4 separate regions of the Mus musculus genome follow, and regions 1, 2 and 4 are each linked to region 3. A link is a contact called in public promoter capture Hi-C data. All regions are on one chromosome and are shown on one strand. The core of a region is the stretch at or near the end of the contact, and the rest is flanking DNA. Distances in the headings are between cores, read along the strand shown.

The links. Promoter capture Hi-C pulls out the DNA fragments that hold promoters and counts their contacts. Capture Hi-C pulls out chosen DNA fragments and counts their contacts.
Region 1: a promoter capture Hi-C map of liver shows a contact between it and region 3, with 3 times the contacts expected there. The contact joins the promoter of Bclaf3 here to the promoter of Cdkl5 in region 3. A contact is called at or near these places in 2 of 39 promoter capture datasets (hippocampal neurons and pre-B cells), 1 of 115 datasets of contacts at active chromatin or transcription factors (astrocytes) and 2 of 9 other capture datasets (adipose tissue and liver).
Region 2: a contact with region 3 is called in a promoter capture Hi-C map of pre-B cells. The contact joins the promoter of Map7d2 here to the promoter of Cdkl5 in region 3. A contact is called at or near these places in 2 of 39 promoter capture datasets (cranial neural crest and pre-B cells).
Region 4: a contact with region 3 is called in a promoter capture Hi-C map of the SN4741 cell line, with 5 times the contacts expected there. The contact joins the promoter of Map3k15 here to the promoter of Cdkl5 in region 3. A contact is called at or near these places in 4 of 39 promoter capture datasets (the SN4741 cell line, cranial neural crest, liver and 1 more), 1 of 15 datasets of contacts at CTCF or cohesin (embryonic stem cells) and 1 of 115 datasets of contacts at active chromatin or transcription factors (embryonic stem cells).

Annotation. Positions count from the first base shown.
Region 1 is chrX:159,529,945-159,534,931 of GRCm38.p6, forward strand. It overlaps Bclaf3 (Bclaf1 and Thrap3 family member 3), which reads left to right and starts at 2,724. Exons shown (of 12, transcript NM_001033472.2): 1 at 2,724-2,891.
Region 2 is chrX:159,411,498-159,416,458 of GRCm38.p6, forward strand. Map7d2 (MAP7 domain containing 2) reads left to right here and starts at 3,075. Exons shown (of 17, transcript NM_001081124.2): 1 at 3,075-3,395. The coding sequence starts at 3,200.
Region 3 is chrX:160,991,765-160,996,200 of GRCm38.p6, forward strand. It overlaps Cdkl5 (cyclin-dependent kinase-like 5), which reads right to left and starts at 2,917. Exons shown (of 19, transcript NM_001024624.2): 1 at 2,827-2,917.
Region 4 is chrX:159,986,551-159,991,434 of GRCm38.p6, forward strand. It overlaps Map3k15 (mitogen-activated protein kinase kinase kinase 15), which reads left to right and starts at 1,654. Exons shown (of 29, transcript NM_001163085.4): 1 at 1,654-2,255. The coding sequence starts at 1,883.

The sequences.
Region 1 (4,987 bases), core at 1,474-3,973, 1.5 Mb before region 3:
ATGAACACTGCCTCTTCATGTACACATATTAAAATAAAATATCATTAAACTTTCCCATTACTTTCCTTGTTCTTCATGAAATCACAAACCTGTTACTGAATGCCAAGTATGCTGAGTATAATGAATTTGTATAGTAAGTTCTGCTGAAATACCAATCCAAGCATTTCAATATGTTTCTTACATTTACCAAGAAATGCAGCTAGTATCCACGCACAGCCATTGCAAGTCTGCTTTAGTTCTTCTGCCTGGAACTCAAACTAAAGGAATCAACTTTAATGTTATGGATGTGATAGCAGAAGAATAGCGAGGGTACAACCATGCACTCTATCTTTATTTTTGTTTCTTCAAAGGGCTTCTGCATCCTAAACTAGTGCTGTCTACTCGTGCTGTATGAGTACAGTGCACTCTTCTGCTGTATCACGTCTCTATCCCCATACACTGTATATTAATGCTTTTGTTCAAAGATATGATTCAGGGGTTGAGGGGGATAGCTAAGCAGTAGATAACTTCCTTATAATATACACAGAGCTATGGATTCAATTCCGAGCACTACAATAAAAATAGTAAATGAAAAACACAAGTAAATGAAAAGCACGAGTGGGGCTGGAGAGATGGCTCAGCAGTTAAGAGCACTGACTGCTCTTCTGAAGGTCCTGAGTTCAAATCCCAGCAACCACATGCTGACTCACAACCACCCATAACGAGATCTGACCCCCTCTTCTGGTGTATCTGAAGACAGATACAGTGTACTTACACATAATAAATAAATAAATAAATAAATCTAAAAAAGAAAAGAAAAGAAAAGAAAAACACGAGTGAATGTAAAGTCCCCAAATGAGAAACTCTGGAGGTAGGCCCCAACAAGAAGAGCCTCTGTGTGAGTCTGATATACACTCAAGTTGAAGAAGCAGTTCCTATCATTTGTATTCCCTGTAAGGCAGTTGAATAGTGGGATTGTGGGTAGCTTAAAATGTGTTTGTCATGATCTGTCAACCTGACTAGATTGAGATGCCTAGTGACACACTTCTGGGTGTATCTGTGGGGGTGTTGTCAGAGATGATTGACATGCAGGAGAGCAATTGAGGGGGAATGTAGCTGTTCTGAATGTGGGTGGCAACATCCCAATAGGCCTGGGGCTCCAAAGGAAAAAAGGTGGAGAAATGAAGATTCCTAGCCAGCGTGTGCAAGCTTTATACTTCTTCAGCAGATACGTCTAATGGCCACGGCATGTTCTGTGGCCACCAGATTCCAGAGTCTTTAGCGTCTCAACACTAACTCACACAGAGACTCTCTAAGAAGCTTGTAGGCAATTACAGATGCCACTTCTTCTGAGACTTCCAGCTTTCTTGGACTGCATAGCTAACGTAGTTTTGCTTCTTCCGGGGGCCAATAGTCATTGTTTGGATTATCCAGGATCGAATGTGGGTCCTACTCTAACAAATCCTTCTTTTGCAGTTGTGTATGTGTTTGTGTGTGTTATGAGAGCTTCTTGCTAGCATGCTTGCACACCGAGTGCACGGTCCTGGGTTCCCTCTAGATACAGCAGGCAGAGAGTGATAAATGGGGGTGGGGGGGTGGCGATCCTAGGGAGATAGATTTATTACTATAGTGCTTGCTTTGCAAGGATCAGGACCTGAGTCAGAGCCCTAGACCTTGTGTAAAAAGAGACAGGCATGGTGGCACATGCTTGGAACTCCAGTAGTGGGGAGGCAGAGCTAGGCAGATTCCTGGGACTTGCTAGCCAGCCAGCTTAGCCTACTTGGAACGTTCCAGGCCAGTGAGAAACCCTGTCACCCTAAACAAAGGTGGACAATCCTTCTCAAGGAATGACACCTGAGGTTGCCCTTTGACCTCCCCCCACACCCCACACAGGGGAAGTATACATGGACATACAAACAGAGCACTATAGGCACAAAAGAGGAGGAAAATGAGGGTAGAGAGAAAGGAGAAAGAGAAGAAAATAAGAAAATATAAAAGAGAGGAGAGCAGAGAGGGGTTGGTATTTATTGGGACCATTAACCCATTTGGAAAGCTCAGAAGGTCCCGTTTTCCAAGCAGACCCTTCATTTGAGGCTATGGGAAATGGTGAAAAGTTGGATGATTGGTTGCAAATTAAATAGGTGGGGACAGAGGTCAAGGAGAAGCAGGCTCAGATATATAGATGGGCCACATAAAGAGCTAGACGCTAGCCGGGCAGTGGTGGCGCATGCCTTTAATCCCAGCACTCGGGAGGCAGAGGCAGGCAGATTTCTGAGTTTGAGGCCAGCCTGGTCTACAAAGTGAGTTCCAGGACAGCCAGGACTATACAGAGAAACCCTGTCTCGAAAACCAAAAAAAAAAAAAAACAAAAACAAAAACAAAAAAAAACCTTGGCCGATACCTCTGCCTCTATCTGCGGATACTGCACACAAGGCAGGAAGATCAAGGGAACCAAGTTGAGGGCTGACTTCTAGGCCGCGATCCTCAACTCCAGAGTCCCAGACTTGCACCACCTGGGGTGCTTCTCTTCCTTCTAGCCAGATCAACTCGCGAGCGCACTTTAGTCTCTCAGGGAACCGTGGGAGAGCGCAGCCAGCAGAGGGCGCTAGAGAGCCCGCGGGCGCCGTCTGGGCGGGGCTGGACCCGAGCTTCTCCTCCTTGAAGGCAAGTTTGGGCGGGAGGCGGACACTGTGGGCGGGGCCAGAGGGGGTTGGGACCAGACCATTCCGGAAGGAAGTGGTTCCGGGTCCCGGCCCGCGGGGAGAGCTGGGTGCTGGTTGGAGCAGGAGGCGGGAGCTGCGCGACGGGCGAGGCGGTGAGGGAGCAGCAACAGCGGCGGCGGCTGTAGCGGCGGAGGCTTCGGCGACGGCGACAGCGACAGCGACGGGCTCTGGTGACGACTTCTCTGAGGGGTGAGCGGTCCGGGGAGTGGGCAGAGTGAGGAAGCCCGAGCCTGGGAAGGAGGGAGGGTGTGTCCTTCGCCCACGAGTGGCGGTTCTCACGGTGGCGGGCGGGAACGGGACTGCGGGCGGACTTGGCTTCTCCGGGGACCTCATCCCTTCTCCGGTTCACGCTGGGGCCAGCGCCTTCCCTAAGCGGCTGCCGCCCCTCGAGGCTCAGGCTCCCTTGGCGCGCCCGCTTGGCTCTCTGCCCTGAGGGGGGGTGGGTTCTGAGGCTGTCCCCGCCGGTGCTATTCCTGAGCCGCCGCCAGCTCGGGCACCTGCCCGCCCCCCCCCCCAACCCCCAGGTCTGCCCGCCCACGGCGGCGGGCAGGTGGCGGCGCCAGGCTCCTGCCGCGTGGGTCCCCGGGGACCAGGGAGGGGGCGGTGCCGGGAGGCTGAAGCCCGAGGACGCGGAGCCCTCCGGAGCGGAGCGATGCTCCCGGCTTTGTCCGCCAAAGATGCTCTGGCCTCGGGAGCCGCATCCTCCGCGGACAAGGTCAAAGGCTAGTTAGCTAGCGCAGACCTCCCTGGGAGGAATTCAGTCAACTGGGCCACCGGTCAGGACCGCCCTAGAGAAACTTAGCCCTCGAAATATGCTTTTTTTTTTTTGTTTGTTTTGTTTTTTTTTTTTTTTTTGAGTTACACCTTGAGTGACTGCTTCTCTGGAACACATTCCAAACGGCCAGGAGAAAATAGGGCCCTCGAGGCTTCCGGTCAGGCTACCTTTTTAACTTTTCTTTTCTTTTATAAGCCTGGAAAGAAAAGCTAGGCCCTTCCCCATGGCAAGCAAGCACTCCACCGTAGAGCTATGTACCTTTTGAGATAGAGTCTCACTCAACACAGGATGCTGTTTAACTCATTCTATTGGTCAGGCTGGGCAGTCCTCGAACTTTGTACCCACTCTCCATCCTGAGTAGATTATAGGCCTGCGTGGCCAGGCCTGGCATATTTAAACTTTTCTTTTTCCCTAGATGTGAACAGGTCCAAAACTTTAAAAGGCTTGTTTGTTCATTTATGTTGAGGCTTTCTTTTTTTCTTCCTTTTTTTTAAAAAAAGGGAGTCTTTAAAGAAAGGATGGTCTTGAACTCACAGTGTAGCCAAGGATAGCCTTGAGTTTCTGACTCCCGGTCTCTGGCCCCTAAATGCCAGGGTTGCAGGTGCATGCCAGTCATGTTTGTTTTATTTTCCTCGGTTATTGATAGCAGTTCAGCTTCCCAGTTACTCCGTGTTCTAAAAAAAATAAAACAAGTTAGTAAGGGTTTTTCTAAGTGAACAAAGTTTGAAGTTATGACTTACTTGAATTATATCTGATTACCTTGTCCAAATCACTTAACTTTTTCTAAGGTATTTCCTCAGCAATGAACAAGGGATTATAATGTGTGTCTTACCTTTTAGGGTCATATGAGACATTTATGAAAGTATATTTCACATACTTTGTCTTACTTACTGCAGGTTTTACTTTCTTGTAAAAATTTCAGAGCACAGAAGCATTTTTTTTTTGTTTTTTTGAGACAGGGTTTCTCTGTGTAGCCCTGGCTGTCCTGGAACTCACTCTGTAGACCAGGCTGGCCTCGAACTCAGAAATCCACCTGCCTCTGCCTGTGCCTCCCTTGTGCTGGGATTAAAGGCATGGGCCACCAACACCCGGCGCACAGAAGCATCTTGAAGCACAAAAATTTTAAATGTAAACTTTTGGAGCTGGGGAAAATGGCCCAGTCAGTAATACTTGCTGTGGAATCATGAGAACTGGGGTTAAGATCCCTTGTACCTGAATAAAAAGCCAGCAGCAAAGTATTTATCTCTAATTCCAGCTCTCAAGAAACAGACAGGAGAGTTTCTGAGGCTGGCTAACCATTCAGATAAGCTGAAATGGTGAACTTCAGGTGGTATAAAAGATTCCTGTCTTAAAAAAAAGTTACGTAGAGAGCTACTGAAAAAGATCTATTTCTCTGCTCTTCTTGGGCATACACACACACACACACACACACACACACACACACACACACACAAGGACATACATATTTCTAAAAGGTCTAGTTTTTGAAATCTATTCTGGGGCTAGGTAT
Region 2 (4,961 bases), core at 1,825-4,324, 1.6 Mb before region 3:
TTCTCTCCTCTCCTTCACACCCTCCTCTTTCCCTTCTCTCTTTCTTTGCTCTTTAGCCCAGGCTGGCCCACATTTTCTACTAGCTCAGGCTAGCCTCAAACTTAATCTCTTGCCTCAGGCTCCCAAGTGTTGGGATTATAGCTGTGAGCCAATGTTAAAAATTAATGATGTTTTTCAAAATGGTTGTTTTTCTTAATTTTTTGAAACAGGGGTTTGGGTGTGGGAAGCCACATGTGCCGTTGCAGAGTGGCGCTGGCTACTGCTGGCCACCACGCATAAGTTTGGACAAACAACCAATGTGTACATATGCAGTAAAGCTTTTTGCCAAGTCACTGTCTGGCCCGGGCATGTTAATGAGGTACTGAGAATATAACCAATCAGATGTGAGACATGCAAATGAGGTATGTTAATGAGGTTCTGTGAGGTACTGAGAGAGAGTAGCCAATCAGATGAGGAACATGCAAATGAGGCATAGTGCATAACCAATCCGGGTGTGAGACACACCTCTCCTAGGCCTATATAAGCAGCACCAGTTCTGGGCTTGCAGCGTCTTTCTTGCTGGTCGAGTCGGGCGCGTGCAAGATTTGGGGTTCCCACTAGGTATCCCTGACTGGCCTGGAATTCACTGTGTAGAACAGGGTGGCCTTGAACTCACAGAACTTCACCTTCCTTTGCCTCTTTATTGATGGGATTTAATCATAATCCACCAGGCCTGTCCACCATGGTTGTTTTTATTGTTTTCTCTCTTAGGAATCAACCCTGGGGCCTATACACATCACACATGCAGGTAAGCAGTCTACTACTGAGTTATACCTCTCGCCCCTTCAGTATGTTTTTGAAACCATAATAAATGTTCATGGCTAGAGAAAAGGAAATAATATCTCATAATCTTCTTTGACCCCCTACTCCAGAGGCAAGAGCCAAGCTTGGTGGCTCACAACTATAAATCCAGAATTTCAAAGCCAAAGTGAGGAGGATTCCAAATCAGCCTAGGAAATACTGCGCAATCTAGAACAACCCTACAATTACCCAGTGTCAAAAACAAAACAAAACAAAAACTAACAAAAGAATTGATAAACGGGATCAAAGGAAATCACAAAGCTCTTTACAGCAGGATTTGTTAAGGGAAAAATAAGTCGGGTTTCACATGCACAGGGAGAGCTTGGTAAAGTGTGTGACCGGTACAATTTGTGCTTGATGAGACCCCAGGGAGGTGGGAGATCCGCAAACAAAATTACTTAGCTATTACATATCACTCCAGTCAGAGCAAATATCAAGAAAGAAAGATGAAATGGCGAGGACATGGGGACCAATATCCTTTACACATCACAGGTAGGAGTGTTAATAAGAGACTACACTCCAAATGTTAGCAACAAGGGTCTTCTAAAGCTAAAAGTACAACTACCATACGACCCAGCTATACCACTGCTAGGTATGTACCCACAGGATCAAAGTGGGCATGCAATAAAGTTACTTGAACACTTATGTTTACTGTGGCACTTATATTTACTGTGAGTTATTTATAATAACTCGTAGAATAAATGGTTATAAAAAAGATGGTATAAATACATAATTGAGTCTAATTCAGCCATAAAGAAGAAAAATTAGGTTATTTGTTGGAAAATGTATGAAAATGGAGATCGTGTTGAGCAAAGTAAGTCAGACTCAGAAAGAAAAAAAAATGTAGCCAAGCATAGTAGTGAAGGCCTTGAATCTCAGAATTCAGGAGGCTGGAGCAGAAGGTCTCTTTTACATAGTGAGTTCAAGGCCAGCCTAGGCTACATGGGATCATTTCCTCTTCATCCCTAAAACAAACAAACAAACAAATAAACAAAAAGACAAATCTAAGTCCAGCATGGTTCTTTATTTTTCTAATTCTAGCACTCTGGAGGCTGGGGCATCAGACTTGATTGCCTCCAGAGCTTGAGAGCTATCAATCTAATTTCATACCAGCCTAAGCTACAGAATGAGACTGCACAAATCAAAACGAACATAGGACACGCAGAATCTACATTTTAAAATTGTATTTAAAGCTCACACGTATATGATGGGGAAATAGAAAGGAGATTTTTAGGGAAGAGGAAAGGGTCTGGCGAGAGAGAGGAGAGGACAAAAGAGGGTGATGAGAGTGACAATATGATCAAAGGGCAGGATAAGGTTGGCTGTGGTAACTCATGCCTGTAATCCCAAGACTTGAGAGACTGAGACAGGATGGTTGTCATGAGTTAGAGGCCAGACCAGGCCTGGGATGTACTATAAGGCCCTGTCTCAAAATCACTCCCCACTAGCTCTGCAGTGGTGGCACATGCCTTTAATCCCAGCATTCAGGAGCCACAGCCAGGAGATCTCTGAGTTCGAGGCCAGCCTGTTCTACAGAGTGAGTTCCAGGACCTCCAGGGCTACACAGAGAAACCCTGTCTTGAAAAACAAAACATAAAACAGACAAAACAAAACAAACACCAGAAAAATTGTCACTACCACCCTCTTGAAGCACATAACAGACATATGAAAATGGATGATGAAATGCATTATTTTATAGGATGAATATTTGGCAAATATATAAAGAAAGAAAGAAATGAACTGAAACCTCATTGCGGTAAAATGGATCCTATGGCCCTATGGCATCTGCACATGCATGTGGCACTGGCCCATGTGGTGACAACCAGAAAACCTAGCTATGAACGGGCACTAGGAGCTGCAGGGCTGTTTTTGTGCAGAGAGACAGTGTGAACACGTGCGCGCGCGTCAGATGTGTGCAAGGTGTGTGAGAAACTTTAAGTGGATGTGTGCACGAGTGTGTGGAAGCGTGTTTAAACCGAGTGTGCAAAGAAGCCTTTTGTAAACTCTTAAGAAGAAGCGCGCCAGGTGTGGTGTGTGCGGACACTGGGGATGCTGAGCCGTGAGGACTTGTGGAGCGGACACTGCGCGCGCACGTTCGGCGCCCCGGGTGCGCCTTTCACAGCAGCCCGAGGGGCTGCGAGCCGGGAGCGCGGAGCCCGTGCGGTCCCTTGGCGCGCGCACGCCTGCGCCGGCTGAGCAGTGACGCACCGGCGAGTGCGGGAGGGTCCGGTGCGGCGAGCCCGGGCAGAGGGAGGCCGGCGCGCAAGGTGGGAGGCCGCGTGCGCATGCGGACCCGCGCGGGGCCGGTGCGACACAGCGGGCGGGCCAGACAGTGCGCCTGTGCAGCCCGCGCATCCCGATGGAGCGCAGCGGTGGGAACGGCGGCGGCGGCGGTGGCGGCGGCGGCGGCGGCGGCGGGTACGGCGGCAGCGGTGGCGGTGGCGGAGGAGCCGGAGTCCCCTCGGAAGGGGCTGCCAAGGGCTTGTCGCTGCTGCTGGCCAAGTCCGCGGAAGCGGCCTCCGGGAGAGCCTCCCAGTCCACCCCGCGGTCCGCAGGTAAGGGCCGGGGAGCACTGGGCAGGCCGCGCTGAGGACCCCCGGGGGGGGCGGGGCGGCCAAGGGCTGTCGCCCGGTCGCCCTTTCCGGGGGCCTAGGTCAACCTGCCCTGGGGGACTTCAGGCTGCGTCTCTCTTTCGGCAGGTGGCGGGGTCCCCTCGGGCTTGGCGTGTTTGCGTGGGCGAGTTTGTGGGGGGTGGCTGGAGAGCGGAGGAGCGGGTATCCTTGGCCACGGCTGTCCCCGAGGTATGGCTCGGCACCGGAGGAGGGGGTTCCGGGATGGCGACCCTGTGGGTGCGGGGGCCCGCTGAGGTGTTTGGACTACAGGGATTGCGGCTGGCTCGCTGCCTCGCTGGCTCCCACCCTCCATCCTAAGGCGCGCAGACGGGGAAGCCACAGCCAGCCACCAAGGTGGCCCAGCTTTGCGGTTTACTTGGCCTCTCGGGGTTGGGAAAATAATGTCGCATCGCCCGCGGGGGCAGCGACGGTTCATAAAGGGAGCAGGGCCACACGCGACTGCTGAGACGACGACCCCTCCCCCCCCCTGAAGTCGCTGAGGTAGTGGTTTCCCTACTGGGGCGTCTGGCCCCTGCCGCTGCCCTTTCTGGTACGTGACTGCGTGGCGATTGAGTGTTCTAGCCCACGGGACTGCAGCTGAGAGCTGTCGCCAAGGGGTGTGGGGATGTGGGTCCCTGTTCCTTCTGCCCAAGGGGACGGAACATGGTGAGGACGCTGGGAAGAACGTGATAAGCGCCTGCGTCTTCTGGTTCTGGGGCTAACCTTCTGTGTACTTGCAGGTGGTGCGGAGGTATACGCAGTGAGGAAAAGCATTTCATTCCAATTTTCCTGGCGACATTTTTTTTAAATGTTAATAATGAGAACTAATTCTATATTCCATCTTTCATTGCAGTTTAACATTCGAACGAAAAGAAAAAAATAAACCCTCACACAATTTGTAGAATTTGGGAATTATCGCATCGTGGAGTATTTCCTATATGGTGGAGGGGGAAAGAGGAAGGACATCAACTGAACGGGCGTGTGGGTTGTTTATGTGTTTCTTCGTTTTGAGACAGGATCTGGCTCTTTACCTTACGTTGATCTGGATTCCCGTGAGCCTTCAAGTCAGCATGACCAGCTTGAAGATGCTGCCTTAGTCACTTGAACAGTTCTTTTTGTTGGGATAGAGGGGACTATCTTACTGATCTGTCTGTTGCATCATTCATAGAAGGGAAAGGAAGGCTAAATTGATTTCTAGTTTGTGTTCTCGTGTGTTATTAAATGCACAACTTAGTAAGACATTACAGGATAGTGATAATACCTGCCCTTTAAGTCTAGACTTATATTTTCATTCCTTTTGCTTGAGAAAGGCCATATCTGATAAGAACCCAGAACCCACACATCGGAGTCTGCTCTCTGTGGTAAAGGGGATTCCATGCAGTAAAACATTAGATGTTTTTTGAGTTTACATTTTTGTTTGGTGGGGATTTGAAATAATAGATTATTTTGATGTTTCTTGTGGTAGAGAAAGGGCTGTATTGTCGGATGTCCAGTTTATCTGGGATTTTA
Region 3 (4,436 bases), core at 1,667-4,166:
TTGTTATACTAGAGTATCATACTCTCACACTAACTGCCAAAAATAAAATTTCATATTAGCACACTTTTGAACAGCCAAACATTAAAATCCTATTAAAATAAAGGAGATCACCACCAATGCTGTGAAAATGGAAGAAAAGGGTGAAAATGTTAACAGATAAGAAAATATTCCCCAGCTCACTTCTTTACAAATTTCCTACAAGCTTATATCTCAGCTACAGCTCAATGTTCTATTATAAAGTAAACGGAAATGTAAATCACCCTGCAAGAGGAGCTGCTGTCGTTTTCAACAATGCAACTGTGGCTGAGAGTCTCTCATAGATTCCTAGCCAGTGTGGAGAAACAGGTTGGGGGAAAATGCATACTTAGAGGGATTTTTCCACCTCTGTACTGAAGGTTTGTAGTGTAAGAATATTACACCTTCAAAACAGAAAATGCCATGTAAAGTCTGGTTCTTCTTAGATGTAGACTATCTGGAACACAATGCATTTAATTCACAATCAGTCAACCTTCTATTCTTCATTTATATGAGATGTCCCTGCAATTTCTCTCAATGGAAACCTTAAAAAAAAAAAAACCACCTCAGGGAGCATACTAGCTGTATCCCTGATTTAAGTAACTCCAAGACCCTTGCATAAACAACAAAATCAGAACCCTGACAGGGGTGCTTAAGGAGTCCCTAAGGCATTAATATAAGACTAAGCAGTGATAAAAATAATGCCTCCCTGGGGAAGAAATTTTATTTCTGAATATTTTTTCTAACATACCAAGTTCTTTTTATTATATTTTTAAAAAAAAAATAGGCTTAGGAGCTCTGCTAAATCCATACAATGAGGACAGTAAACTCTTTCTATTTCTACCTAACAAATGAACCACTGCACTGACTATGTTCAAAAGACAAGCCAATTCAAAAGAATTTGATGCCCTTTCCAGAAGAGAAGCCCTCTTCCCAAGTACTCAGACATGGTGGATTAGTAAACACTCTTGGAATGGTTAACTTTATTTAGTATGCCTCTTTTGGAGTTCTAGTCTTTAATGCAGCCAAATGGTATTCTTCTCCCTAATTAGGTTGCCCTGTACTTGTGCAAAGCCCAGCACACACAGTGTTGGCAGCTTTAGTTTTACAGCTTCTCTCTTCTGGCTCCTTCTCCCCTCACCTCCCCTCCTTACCCCACCCCATCCCACCACCCAAAAAAGATTTCCTTTTCAACTGTTCTCCTCTCGGCATTTGTCAACAGAAACACCCACTGGTGGTGTCAAACTGGTAATACTGCTGCAGGCTTCCTTACTCCCATTCCAGCATCAACGCCAAAAAAGCTCCAACCCAAAATAGTTCTTTTAATAAGGAAAAGGCTCGTTAGGTACTTAAATCTTCATTCTCAGAAAGATGGGGGTAGGCCTTTTATGTTTTTATTATTAATGAATCTTAGTTGGGTTGTTAAATGTAAGATCATACTCCCCCTTCAACGCCAGATATACAGGGATAAGAAAACACACCCGTTCTGCATTTTACTGAAACATTTTAATACACTTAAAGGAATTAAAAACGAATTTACATCTAAATGTTATGCAGTCTATAAATTCCAAAGTGTCTCAGTCAAAATGTCTTTTTTGTAACCCTACAGCAAGAAACAAACAAGCTGGAAGTGTTCCAGCAGATGTTACCTAAAACCCTAATCCTATATTCTATACATATTTATGCCTCTTTTTTCCAGTCAAATACTCTCAGACAAATTAATTTGTGTAATCTTTTATACTGCCTACATAACCATTACGTTCAAACAAGCCTAAATCAGATGCGCGGAAAGAAATTATTCTGTGTCAATACTTTCTAAAATCAGCTTAAATTTCAGCCAATTAAAAATAATTGTGTTAACAGAATACTGATCTGCAACTATTTAAATATCACAGCATCCTTCTAGTCTGTCTAGCCTGACTAAGGTCAGGCTTTTCTTATCCAAGCATCTGTGCCATGCCTAACTCAAGTGAAGCGAAAAATCAAAACCCCCAAGAAAGATCTGCTTTTACACTGAAATATGCCCAGGTTATTTTTTACCCCAACGTGGGCACAAAAGAAAAAGAAAGAAAGAAAAGAAAAGAAGAGAAGAGAACAGAAAAACGTGTCAGTGCGAGGACCTGTTCGTTCTGGCAGATGGTTCCAAACCCCAGGATTCAATTTCTATGAAGGTCCAAAGGGTAGGAAGATCTGAGAAGAGGTCAATTTCTGCTTCTCTGCCAGCACGCCAGCCGTGAACTTCACAGTAACGCCTGAAACTTGTCCTGTGGAAGGTGGCAGAAACCTGCGGGGCTGCAGGCGGGGCGCTCGCCCACCCTCCCGGGCAGCCAAGGTCAGAAGGACCAGGGCTGAGAGTCGTAGCTGCCGGCGGGTCCCGGGCTCTCTGGGAACTTGGGCGGGGGTTTCGGGGGGCCCTCCTCGGCGCTAGCGGAAAAGGGCTTTCCTTGCTGCAAGCCCGGAGAGCCCTGGCCACGGGGGCAGCGGGGTGGGGACACCGCAGACCTGCAGCAAAGGGGAGCCCCGCGGGGTCCGACCTCGACCTACCATACGTCTAGCACAGCCCCCTCTGTCTCTTGGCACCAAAAATTCCAGCCCCAGCCCTTCCGGGAAGACCCTAGAGACTCGTGGTGGATCGCCGAGGGAGACTCCAGCTTGGGACTCCCTCACCGTGTCTCCCGGTTGTGCAGGGACCTGCGCTGCTACCCCTTCTGTTACCCTCCTAAGTGGACCGACTGGGTTCCCTCTCTAAAGACAAGCTAGTGGACACACGGCCAACATGAGACGGCCTGACGGGCGGACGCAACTACTCACCCTGCCGAGTCCCCCACCTCTATCGGGGAAGCCTTCACTCTCGCGGCCGCCGTCACCGCTTTACCTTCCCTAGCGGCAGCGACAAGTAATCGAAACCTCCGGCCCCGCCCTCTCGCCGGAGCGAACGCGCAGCCTAATTTGATGATCGCACCGCCCCCGTCTGCCCATTTGGCCCAATCGGCAAACTCCTCTCATTCCGCTAGGTCCCGCCTTAGCCCCGCCTACCAATAGGCGCCAATGAAGAGAAAGCGCTCGTGCTCGAGTTCGGGCTCGCGCGCCCCGCCCACGCCGCTCGTTCTCGAGTCCCCCAAAATCCTAGAACCAGGATTTCTTGTTCTAGCCCTCTACTACACGAACGCGCTTATGCGCGCTCGCGATGCTCCTCCTGGGGCACCAGGTTTGGTTGCCCTGCCAGGCCCTAGCAACCTGGGCTGCTAGGCTGGGAGGGGCGGGGCTCAGGCTGCGAGCTTACGTGGGGAGGGGGAAATGAGGGAGGAATAGGATAAGGGGAGGGAGAGATCGTGACTGAGAGAGGGGTGGATGCGGGGGTTGAGGGGGGTGAGGAGGCCCGGGAATCCACCTGTCACTGCGGTAGAAAAAAAAGGGGAAATCCTGCCTGCAGCGCAGCTATCCTAGCCTCCCTCTCTGGGGACCAGTGAGCGGAGTGGGTGGAGGGCGGGGACCACATTTCGGGCGGGAGCCCGGGCACTACTTGAAAATAAAGGACGAAGGATGGCTCATCTCGGTCGTAGGTTTTTTTTTTTTTTAATATTGAAGTCCATTGCTGCTCCTAACTGTTGCAGCTGTGCGTGCACGCGCGCGCAAACACATTCATATTCACGTTCATCTCGCAGCCTGCGATTCCCTGGGGTGACTTAAGAGCAAAGAACTGGCAGCCCGAGGATTCCTTACACAGCAGCTGGACGCGTGCAAACCGTGGCGGCCGGGGCTGCAGCAGCAAACCACAACTCTACTCCAGTCCGACGCTGCTCTGCTTTACACGATTCCCCAGCTGGTTAAAAAAAAAAAAAAAACCAACAATGAAGTCATCGCCGCACCAGTAGAAATAAAAAGATCTTAAGTCCCACCGCGAATCGAGTTTCCAATGAGGATGACTAGTGGTTAAGATAGAGATAGTTCCAGTGCACTTTTTTTAACTAAGAAAAAAATCTTTTATGAAAGACCTTGCAGACAAATCTATGAAAAGCTGCATGATTTCCACCTTAAAAAAGAAAGCAGAGAGAAAGAAAAGGTTTTTTTTTTTTTTCCGGGTTTGGGGGCAGAAAATAGGCAGTGCATGACATCGAAGATGCCACCAAGTCAGAAATTAATTTTTTTGTAATAGAAAATAGATATCTTGGATAAAATCCATTTAATCTACTCCTGTCTTCAATCTGGTAGCTATACAATTGGTTTGTCTACTTGAAACCAAGCTAACAAGATTATTCTTTTTCATAACGTGGTGAATATTTCATAGTCAATTGAAGGCACCCACTTTCTCAGGAAGCATATTAGAAAATTTTCCAGGTAGGAGCAGGGAATTAACAGTGAGGGAAAATGGAGTCAGGCTTTGCAGAGGCTCCTGCCTCCTCCAGTTGCAAAATCACAGT
Region 4 (4,884 bases), core at 404-2,903, 1.0 Mb before region 3:
TTTTCACTATCTTTTTATTTGGGGGGGGGGGGGGTTGAGCCATAGCACTGGTGAGGTGGAGCCAGGCAGGCTCTTTGGGCAGTCAGACCAGCCTACTTGGTGAGTTCCCGGCCAGAGAGAGAACCTGTCTCAAAGCCAAATTGGATGGTGTGGATGGCGCCTGCCATATACCACCCAGAGTCTTCTGGCCTCCACACGAATGCGTGCATGCACTTGCATGGACAAAACAAAACAATTAAAAAGTTGGCAAATGGCCTAGATAGATAATATTCCAAAGAAGTTACATGAATGAGACAGGAGTGTAGAACAAGATGCTGATCACCTTTAGCCAACAGGGAATTGCAACTCGAAATCAGAATGAGTTCTAGTACCCACTAGGAGCTGTAATGAAGAAAGAGACAGTCACAAGTGTTGCTGGGGTTATAGAGGAAATGGAACACTTCTACACTTCCATGGGAATGCGAAATGATGCAACCACTTTGGAAAGCAGTGAATTTCTTCAAAGGTTAAACATATCCTTCATGCAACCCAGACATTCTCCTCTTAGCACTGAATACAAAGCAAATGAAAACCCATTTTCACACTTTGATTCCATCCAGTATAGGAAATGTACAGACAAGGCAAATAGAGAGCCAGGGCTGATGGTTTGCTAAGGGCTGGTTATTTCAGAGGACGGAATAAAAAGTGATTTCTAAAAGGTAGTGGGGGTGCAGGTGGGGTGGGTAGTGGAGTGTTCAGGCATTCTAAAAGTTGTCGTGATGGACACAGAACTGGGACTACACTAAAGATCCAGCCAGCCATTTTGTTCTAGGTGGTTTGTAAATTATACCTAGAAGCAGCTGTTAAAAAGACAACTCCACCACCACATGACAACTTGTAGTGCATTTTATTGTTTAAATATAATGTAATGCTGGAGACTAAAATGGTGAGCTGCAGAGATGCAGTGGAGACCTCTTTGGAGCCTTAGTATTTCAGAGGTCAGGTAGGCAGCGCACTTTTACGGGAGTGTATTTCCCAGGCAAACAAATGTTGGCTTGCCAGCACCCTCCCCATACCTTGTCAAGGTCACTACCAAAGTCAAGACAAATAAGGCTGCAAGACAGGGCTCAGGGAGGTTATGTCCTGGACAGTGGCGAGTGCCAAATGAGGCATTGCTCATCCTCCTGATGTAGAGTTAAAGCTGCATGTGCACTTAGTTTGGAACTGATTATCAATATCCAATTAGTGCCTTGAAAGTCTACTGTGGTTGAAAGCTTCAACTTGTTTGGTGGGCAGGCGTGGGGGCGGGGAAAAATGATGAAAGAAAAAAAAAGAGGGGGAGGAAAGATAGAGAAAGGGAGGGAGGAAGGAATGAAGGAAGGAAGGAAGAAAGGGAGGAAGTCAGGGAGGGAGGAAAGAAGGAAAGAACGAAGGAAGGAAAAAAGGAAGGAAGCCAAGGAAACGAGTTTGTAACAGTAGTTCAAAGGAAGAACGAGGGGAGGACCCAAGGAGAGCCAAATCGAGCTGAGCCCTGCAATCCTCGCCTCGGCCGGCGTCCGGGCTGGGGGCGCTGCGCGGGGGAGCCGGCAGGGGGCGCCCTTGGCGTTGCTGCCCCGAGGCTCTCGGCAGCGCCCCCTCCGCCCGTCCTGACGTCGGAGCCCCCGCCTCTTTCTCGCGGGCTTTCAAAGGGCGCTCGGGGCAAGCCGGCCCTGAGCTCCGCTCCGCCGGCCGCCGGAGAACCCGTGGTCACCTGCCCGCCCCGGCCTCTGCGCCCGCCCCCTGCTCCGGCTCCCTGCGGCCGCCGTCCGTCCTCCGGTCCGCCCGTCCGTCATCCGCCTGTGCAGCAGGTGTCTCGGGGAAGAGCACCTGGGCTTCGAAGCCGCCAGCCCCGCGGGCCAGTCACATGGAGGGCGGCGGCGGCAGCGGCGGCGGCGGCGGGCCAGTCCCTGCCGAGGCTCCGGAGGAAGCCGGCGAGCCGCCCCAGGGCAGGCTGCCCCCGGGGCCCGAGGGCGCGGCGGGGCTGGCGGAGCCCGAGAGCACGGGGGACGCGGCGGGCGGCGAGGCCGAGGGCGGGCGCGGGCCACGCCGGGCTCTGCGGGCTGTCTACGTGCGCAGCGAAAGTTCGCAGGGGGCAGCCGCCGGCGGCGGCCCCGAGGCCGGGGCGCTCAAGTGCCTGCTTCGGGCTTGCGAAGCCGAGGGCGCCCACCTCACCTCCGTCCCCTTCGGGGAGCTCGACTTCGGGGAGACGGCCGTGCTCGATGCCTTCTACGATGCAGGTGAGGGCTGGGGCCACCCTTGGCTTCCCATGGCCTTCTCACAAGCCCTGCCACCCCTCCACTCTCTCCCCCTGGCTCTCTCCTCCAGTTCCCCCTCCATCCTGCCATCGGTGATGCTCAGGACCAATCTCTTACCTCCTGGACAGTGTAGAACAAGGAAGGAGCCCTTGGACAGATAAAGAGTGACCATAGGCACTTAGACCCATTTCATCATTTATTTTTCTTTTAATAATAGCCAACAACCCAAGAAACACACTATCGCCTAAGATGGCGGTTCTCCCCCCACAGGGGTCTCCTATCAGATAGTTACTTTGTAATTCATAACAAGTAAAATTATAGTTATAAAGTAGCAACGAAATAACCTTCTGCTTGGGGGGTCACCACAACAAGAGAAACTGTATTAAACCATTAGGAAGGTTGAGCGCCACCAACAAGATGTTGAGTCCGTCCTCCAGTTTGTTTTCTTCTGACATATATCCCTAATGCAGGCTGGTTATTATAGTCATCTGGGATAGCTGTTAAAACTAATTAACTTAAGACAGATCACTCATCTAATCCCAGGAAACAGAGGTGGGAGGATTGCAAATTCAAGGCCAGCCTCTGGGACATATGGAGTTTGGGGCCAGCCTAGGCTACAAAGTGAGACTCTCCCTCAAACAAACAAACAAATCCTATCTATTTTAGACCAATGACACCCAACGTGAGGCCTTCAGAGTGTTTTAATTCTTACAGGGGAGTCCATCCTACAACCAGAGAGTGGCAAGTTACTGCCTGACAAGCATGGTGTTGTGTAATCTACGGCTATGTGATGTTTTAATCTCTTAATGTAAACCATTGCTAGATGCAGGCTCGCTGTGCTGAGTGTGACCTAACCATCCGGTTTTCAAGTTTCTTCCATTGCTTTTCTTACTTAACCTTTGGGGATAAATCTGTGGACCCTGGATGATATTCATCAGCATTGTATGTGACACAGTAATGACCAGGGAATGTTTGTGCCTTAAGTTTTTCCACTGGTTAAGTGGAAGTAACAGTGTCTAACTTAAACCTGAAAGCATATGAGCTTTGGGAGTTGTTTTCAAAGTGTTCATGGTATGCTGTCTTGTAGCAGGTTGGGTGTCTAAGTTGTGTTAATAAAACTCGGTGCTTTTGCATGTTTGGTAAGTTCTACCAACCCGTACCCCATAAAGGCCAATCAATTCAGTTCCTTGTTTATTGGAGGCAGCCCTGGGTGTAAGGGTTTTTTGTTTTGTTTTGTTTTATTTTCTACAGCAAATGGCCAAACCCACCCCCATCTGGAAAGAGATGGGGCATCAGGCTTGTTCAAACAAGTGGCAGCTGGCCCCAGTGCGCACACTCTCTTGACATTTCTGACCATGCTGAGTATGCTCTTGAGCACCACGTCTTTTCAGAGAAATTATTCAGGAGCCCACTTCACCTAGAACTACTCCGGTTTTCTCAGCTTCTATTCAGTCTGCTCCCAAATGGAGTTGGAACAGAGTATCTGAAAAGTGAGCTGTTCATTGGGCCACCAGGCACAACTCTGCCTTCTTGCCTGCTGACAGTAAGATGGAACATTTGTATGCAGCGCCTTTGCCTTTCCGAGCCTCATTGGCGTGTGTTCATATGTGTGGCACAGATTCCCCTGCTGTGCACGCTCCTTTGAGAAGCCTACGTATCACTGCTCAAACCCAGGCACCCAGAGCAGCACATTTGCTCACTCTGGCTTTCGATGGTTTGCACCATGAATCCCCTTTGGTCAGTTTTGCCCTTTGGGATAATTTCTATCAATGTGACTGCAGGAAGTGGAATTGACGATTTAATAGGTGATCTCCACATCCCTACCCTCTCCTGGCTTCCTGAGCTCCTCTCTCACAAGTTTTGGATTTTTTGTTTGTTTGGGTTTTTTTGGGCACTTTCCACCAAAAAAAAAAAAAAAAAAAAAAAAAAAAAAGATAGAAAACTGTTGTTGGCTGTTTTGTAAAAATCTCGAAAACCGGATGTTCAATTGAATAGCCGCTGGCCACATGTAGCCATTTATATTTAAATTGGCTTCCATGTAGTAAAATGGGATCTCAAGAATCGACTAACCCTATTTCAAGTACAGCCAGCCAGCTTCTGTATGTGGGATGGCAACGATATAAAATGTTTTTCTCATAGTAGAAGGTCTTCTTGACAGTGCTGCTTTAGAACAAGATTGGTTGGCAGAGGGCAACTATTGAACTGTCCCAGGAGTATTGTGGGGGAACCATAGAGGTGAGACATTAGGCACGTTCTGTCTTCTGTTCTCATAGCAACTCAGCACTTGGTTCGATTGTGTTCTTATACTGTCTTATTTTTGTGGTCGTGTCGTGTGTGTATCTTAGATTTCTGTGTCATTAGTAAAAGGTCGAACGGGGGAGCTGCAGGAGAGCCTCAGGCTGATGGCAACAAATCTAAAAGAACTCACACTGGGGCTGGGATTGTGCCTCAGTGGCAGAGCACCTGCCTAGCATACAGAAGGCAGGATATTGGAAAGCAAAAGTGCTTTAATGCTGGATAGATACAGTAGACTGGAAGCCTTGACAATCGAATGGAAAGAGAATGCTAACACACGCACACGCGCACACACACACACTTATATAGCAGGGGA